Linked DNA regions of Oryctolagus cuniculus: region 1 is linked to region 2. Evidence: chromatin contacts called from public Hi-C data. All regions are on one chromosome and are shown on one strand. The core of a region is the stretch at or near the end of the contact, and the rest is flanking DNA. Distances in the headings are between cores, read along the strand shown. Region 1 overlaps FERMT2 (FERM domain containing kindlin 2). Region 2 holds the start of FERMT2 (FERM domain containing kindlin 2).

Region 1 (3,102 bases), core at 384-2,883, 49 kb before region 2:
CATATTTTCATCTTGTTTTAATTTACATCTTTCATTAGTAGTGATGTATATCTTACCATGTTTTTAGTCACATGTATGTCTTTCCTTTGCTCGTTTTCTATCAGATTTTTTCAGTGCAAAATCAGTCTGCATGGGAGTAACTACAGCAAACCACATGAGACTTTATTTTAAAAAGATTTATTTGTAGGGGCTGGTGCTGCGGGAGGGGGAAGGGGAAGGGGAGGGGGCGAGGGCAAGGGCCAGGGAGAGGGAGGTATCTTCCATCCACTGATTCACTTCCCAGATGACTACAATGGCTAGGCCGAAGCCAAGAGCCAGGAGCTTCTCTCTGGTCTCCCAAGAGGTTGTCAGAGGCCCACTTGGGCTATCTTCCACTGTTTTCCCAGGTGCATTAACAGGAAGCTGGATAGGAAGTGGAGCAGCCCGGACATAAATCAGTGGCCAAACATCACAACACCCCACACACTTTACACTGGATTTAAAAAATTTTTTTTTATTCTGGGACTGGTGCTGTGATACAGTGGATTGGGCCACCATGCATGGTGCCAGCATCCCATGTGGGTGCTGATTCATGTCCTGACTGCTCCACCTCTGATCCTCTTAACGTCCCGGGAACAGTAGCCAAAGACGGCTCAGGTGCCTGGCCCCTGCCACCCTTGTCGATAACCTGGAAGAAGCTCCTGCCTCCAGCCTGGTCTAGATCCAGCCACTGAGGTCATCTGGGAAGTGAATCAGTCAATGGAAGATCTCTTTCTCTGTCTCTTCCCTTCAAATAAATAAATCTTTACAAAAAATTTATACACACACTGTCCCATGTTTAAATAAGAAATCAAAAACAAATTACTTTAGTAACTATATGGCCTTTTTGTGTTTCTGCTGGTTATCTGAATGTTACTACTAAGAAAATTCTAGCATGCCTTAGGATTTTGTTTTGTTTTGTACTTTACAGACTATTTTTGATGTGGTGTTTGACACCTGAAAATGGAATTAACAGAAAAGTTATTCTATACAGATGTGTGATCACAGAATAGGTAAATATAACTACTTTTTGACTATTAATAAACTTAAGGTAAGCATATCTTAAATACTATGCAAAATCACATTAAAAAGAAATGCTTGGGGCCAGCACTGTAGCGTAGTGGGTAAAGACACTGTATACAGTGCCAGCATCCCATATGGGCACTGGTTCGAGTCCTGGGGGCTCTACTTCCAATCCAGCTCTCTGCTATGGCCAGGGAAAGCATACAAAGATGGCCTAAGTCCTTGGGCCCCTGCACAGGCATGGGAGACCTGGAAGAAGTCCTGGCTCCTGGTTTTGGTTCAGCGCTACTCCAGTCGTTGCGGCCATTTGGGGAGTGAACCAGAAGACGGAAGACTTTCTCTCTGCCTCTCTGTAACTCTGCCTTTGAAATAAATAAATCCTGTGTTCCCTCAGCTTTCACTGCCATCACTACCATGGTAGAAGGAAAAAAAAGGCATTAGAAGAGGTGGCGTTGTGGCACAGCAGGTTTAGCCACAGCTTGTGATGCCTGCGTCCCATATCTGTGTACTGGTTTGAGTCCTAGTTGCTCTGCTTCCAATCCAGCTTCCTGCTAATGTGCCTAGAAAGGTACTCGAAGATGGCAAGTACTTAGTCTCCTGCCAGTGTAAGGGAGACCTGCACCTGAGTTTCTGCCTCCTGGCTTTGGCCTGGCCAAAATCTGGCTCTTGTGGCCATTTGGGTAGCAAACACTACAGTGGATGCAAAATCTTTGTCTTTTGTTCTATTTAAAAAAAAATAATTTGGTAGTACAGGGTGAAAACCCTAAAAATACGGAAGGATATAAAATGATCACAACTGAGACATCTATCATGCTTCTATTACAACTCACCAGTCACCGGCTAGTGGGAGAAAAAGAAGCAAGCGTGTGTAATACGAGAAGTCCTTACAAGTGTTTCCGTTATGCTCACTAGGCTTAGGAATCCCTGTACTACATGACTCAACACTTTGACATTTTTGTTCCTAGGTCACTTCCTGTCCAGCTCACAAGCCAGTTATTCATAACTAGAAGAATGAATATTGTTAACCAGCTTTGCAGTCTAAGTATATGAGACCACTACTAACTAAATGGGCCCATGAGAATTGTTTATGAAGTCAATCGTAATACTAGCATTAAAAAACACATGCTTGGGACACACTCTCAGATATTCTTGGTAGCTCAGGGCTCTTGTTTTTAAAAAGTCCTGATTCCTATTTCATAAGAACTAGTACTGCAGGCAGGGGGAGTGGTTGATAGCTCTATACTGAAAATAGCTGGTGACTGTGCATGAAGTGTGAATAAGTGTTTTTAATTCACTGAATAACAAAACAGTAGAGTCAACCTATCCCTACACATAAGTTACTAACGATTCGACTGATAGGAATTTAGGACTTACTGATTTACTCTAAGTCTTATATCAAGAGGGAACTAAGCCAGTGATGTTAGGCATCTGAATCATGTGAACAAGACTGGGGCTGGAACACTGTCTAACTAAAAAGATTGACACTACTGCAAAACTCCAAAAGGTCAATGAGACATGAAAACCGTATGTGGACATATTAATAAATAGTGCCATCCCTTTATGCTAAATTGTGCAGTTCATTAAAAAAAATAAGCTAGAGCTTACGAGGCACTGCACAAAGAGAGCAGTGTGCCAGAGCCTCTTCCTAACCAAAAGACCCACTGTGTACACAGCAATGCACGTAACATTTGTTATAGTCGATAGGATGGTGGCACGCAGGACGGATTGCTGATCTAGGGCGACAAACGACATAAACAGGGTGAGAGCCAAAGCAGGGGCGCCGCTTCAGTGCAAAGGATTCTCGGAGAAGGTAACACTTAAGTTTTAAAAAACCCTCCTTGAATTTGATTAAACAAGTACATTGGGCTCTTGTGTTTATTTTCTTTCACTCCCTTTTAAAATCACGCAAAAGATAAAGAAATAAAACATAAATCTAAAGGATAAAAGGTGTGGGGGGGATATTAGATAAAAAAAAGTCAGAAAAATTTTGAGACAGAAACCAGATAGAAGAAACAGTAAAGGTTATACAATGTGGAGAGAGAGAGAATACCAAGGTGCTTG
Region 2 (3,403 bases), core at 278-2,777:
CTGTCAGAGACCCTGCCTTCAACCTGGGCCACCCGGTAGGGACTGGACTCGGGCGAACACTGTCAACCCCCAAGCAGCCTTCCCGTCTGCTTCTGAACACGGTTCTCCCACTGGCTCGTTAATGTAAAACCGAATGCTCCGAATAGCCGCGCTGGAGCACCGGGTGGGGACTCCAAGTCGCTCGGCCGCTGCCCACCCCTCGCAGGGGCGCACGGCCGGCCGGGCCACCGCCACTGCCCAGCGACGCCAGCACCCGCCTATCTCCCCGGGTGGGGGGCGGCTTTCTAACGTGGATTTCGCGTTACTCCCGATGCCAAGCGTCGCCAACACGCCAGACATGGGTAACCACACGCCCCGCACCGCCACCCTGCAGACCCTGCCCATTTCTTTCCACGTGAAGCCGGCGAATGCAAAGAATCAAGGAGCTCCCCGCCCCCAGCCCAACTACGCAATGAAGTCTCTAAGTAGGGGCTCCAAGCACCACATTCCGAAAATTCAGAGCTAGCCAAACAAAACGCCAAGGGAACCGCGTCGGTTCGCTTAAATATTGACAGATCTCACTTTTTTTTTTTTTTAAGTATCCAAGAGACGCCAAGATTTCCACACCCGCCCCTCCCCCCCGCGCCGCCTCCCTCCCACCCCTCCCCCACCCCGCCAGTCGCTTCCCGGACGCCTCCGGGATGCTACTCACCCAGCTTTTCCACCAACTTCAGCATCACCCCTCCGATGTGCACCTCTCCGGTCACTCTCAGGGTGACATCGCGGTTCAGGTCCGTCACATGCACACTCAGCTCCCACGTCCCGTCCGCGTAGCAGCCATCTGGCATCCTTATCCCGTCCAGAGCCATGGCTCCTTCCTGCGCGCGCGGAGGAAATGGCTCTCGTAAGCGTCACTCCCCCAAACGAAGGCAAAGCCCACCGTGCTCGCGGCGTCGGCCGCCGGGCTGGGGAAGCCGGAGGACCCGGTGTTGGGGGTGGGGTGGGGGGCTCCCGCGCAAACTCGGGAGCACCGCGGAGCCGCACTGGGCGCTCCGCGCTCCCGCCCCGGCCCCGAGCGGCCGCGGCCCCGCCCGCCCCACGCCGCCCCCGCCTAGCGGAGCGCAGCGGCGTCCCCTGCCTGCCGCCCGGCCGCGCCCGGCCGCGCCCGGCCCGGGGAGACGCTGCCCGGGGGCTCCACAGTCTTCGTCCCCACCCGCGCTCCCCAGCAGATTGCAGCCCCGTCCAGGCCCCTCACCGCGCGCTCCTCGCGCACCCGGCCCGGGGCTCGCCCGCAACAGGCGCGGGGGCGGCGTCCGCGTCCCGCTCCGCAGCCGGCTCAGCTCTGCCTCCTGGCCGGAGCCGCTAATGGAGTCCCGGCGCCGCGGCCCCCAGCCTGGCTCCGCGCGCTCCACCCCTCTCTCCCCGCCCCCTCAGCCCGTCCGGTCCGGGCTGGGCTCGCCGGCTCCCTCCTCCTCCTCCTCCTCCTCCTCCGCCCCGCAGAGCGGCCCGGAGCGCCTGGGGCCGACCTCGGCCCCTCCACAGCCCTCCCCGCGGCTGCGCTCCGGGCGGGGGCCGCGGACTCCGGGCTGGGGGCGGGGCGGCGGGGGGCGGCGGGGGGCGCCGGCGGCGGCGGTGGCAACCTCAGCCCCGCCGAGCGCTGCCCTTTTATGGAAATGAAGGACCAGGCGCAGGGATGGAATCCAACATCCGGGCTCTCGGCGGCGGGACCTGAGGAGGGGGAGTCCGGGCCGCTCCTCCGCCAGCCGGAGGCCGCGGCGTGAGGGAGCCGGCGGCCGCCCGGAGGATGGGGCTCGGCGCGGCGAAGTGGCCGCAGGGAATCCCCAGAGCCGTCAGATTTCGGGGAACAAAGTCCTGCCGCTTCCTCCCCAGGCCTGGAACGCGCCCCAGAGTCCCGGGGCGGTGAGGGGCGCCGCTTCCCTGGAGCCGGCGGGCCGAGTTGGGGATGTAAAAACTTTAAAAAGTGAGCGCCCAAGCCGGCTCCACGAACATGCCGCGACAGGAGGAGAAAACCCGGGGTGGGGGAGGCGAGCCACAAACGTCGCTGTGCCATGGGTGACCGGCACGGTCAGCGACTCCCACGGGACCCCGGGAGTTTGCACGAGGCCTTAACCCATTGGGAAGCTGCAGCCCGGGGCGAGTGGCGGGCGGGCCCCCTCGCTCGGGCTGAGGGCAGGGAAAACCCTTGGTGCCAAAGCGTGTCCCCGGCCTGTCCAGTCTCCGGTGCGAATCTGGACAGCTTGAGAACCAGCCGCCTGTTACGAAGATGGGTCCTGCACCGCACCGCGAAGGCCCTGCGGTGGCTCCTGCAGGGCCAGGGAAGACTGCACGGAAGGTGCAACGCCGGCCTCCGGCCTCCCTGCCTCCCCCTGCCCCCTGTGCCGACCTCGATCCCGAGGGAACTCTGTGCACAAACAGCGAACCAGGGAAACCGCTTCGCTGGCCAGTGCACGGCTCAAAATATATAGGTCAGGAAGCCTCGGGTAAGATCCGCTACGAAGGCTCCCGGTTTGCAAAGCCTCATGGCTTTCCAAACACTTCGAAGGGAAACCCGCCAGACAAAAACAAAACACACTTTGGTTCATCGACACCTCTGGGCCAGGAGGTGAGAGCCTTGAGAAAGGACTGGAACCCAAAAAGGAGTGAACGCAGCGATGCTGAGTCGGATGCCAGAGGTTTGTCACCAAAAAGTAGAGGGAACCACTGTGGGGTTACAGCGTCGTCGTCATGGAGAGACATGCCTGCAGGCTCTGCCCCTGCACTCCCCGGTTATTTCTACTGAAGGATGTTCCAGATCCTTCCTTTGGAAGCGATAAGGAGGGAGTGTTTATGTGAATTGTGCTGTTGAAAATAAACAGGAAAATGTTTTTAATAAAATAGAAAATGCCTTGCGAGGGTTTAAAAAAAAAAAAACTACATGCGACTGTAAAATCGAGAGCAAATATATTCAAAAGAAAAAGGCAGCAGGGAAATACAGCAAAACTGTTCAGAAGCTGAGCCCACTTGGTACTGCTATTTATTTGCTACAAACCACCTGACTTTGCATCCAGGTCATACCTAGAACTGGAGGCAGCATCGCAGCGTCTTTGTAGACACTCACGAGGATAGATGCTTGCAGCAGCCGCTGGACAGGAATTTCGGGGATTTCCTTTTGTGGGTTAGTAGCCCCAAAATAAAACTCGAGTTGAGAGCAAGGACTTCAAATTTTTGCACTGTCTGCAAATATCCAAGTAGCTTGGCACAAAGAACATGGAAAACATGCTGGTATCAAATCAACACAAATGTCAGACAGCCTGTCTGTCCCACTGGGGCTGTCTCATTGATGGGGAAATCCCCACTTTCCAATGTACATATTTATTTCTCCCACCCTATGCCCAAAAGATTTATAGCTACACATAAGGATGCA

What was found. A called contact is a pair of places that touch in the nucleus more often than the background predicts.
Region 1: a Hi-C map of embryonic fibroblasts shows a contact between it and region 2, with 2.2 times the contacts expected there. The contact joins the enhancer-like site here to the promoter of FERMT2 in region 2. A contact is called at or near these places in 3 of 6 Hi-C or Micro-C datasets (ear pinna, embryonic fibroblasts and psoas muscle).

Annotation. Positions count from the first base shown.
Region 1 is chr12:23,467,927-23,471,028 of mOryCun1.1, reverse strand. All of the region lies in intron 3 of FERMT2 (FERM domain containing kindlin 2), which reads right to left. Among named protein-coding and RNA genes, the nearest start is that of FERMT2, 49 kb to the right of the region's middle. Within about 2 kb of position 1,633, at least 2 of the 8 cell types and tissues checked have an H3K27ac peak or open chromatin away from gene starts, as enhancers often do.
Region 2 is chr12:23,418,609-23,422,011 of mOryCun1.1, reverse strand. It overlaps FERMT2 (FERM domain containing kindlin 2), which reads right to left and starts at 1,527. Exons shown (of 15, transcript XM_051822203.2): 1 at 1,235-1,527; 2 at 692-857. The coding sequence starts at 848.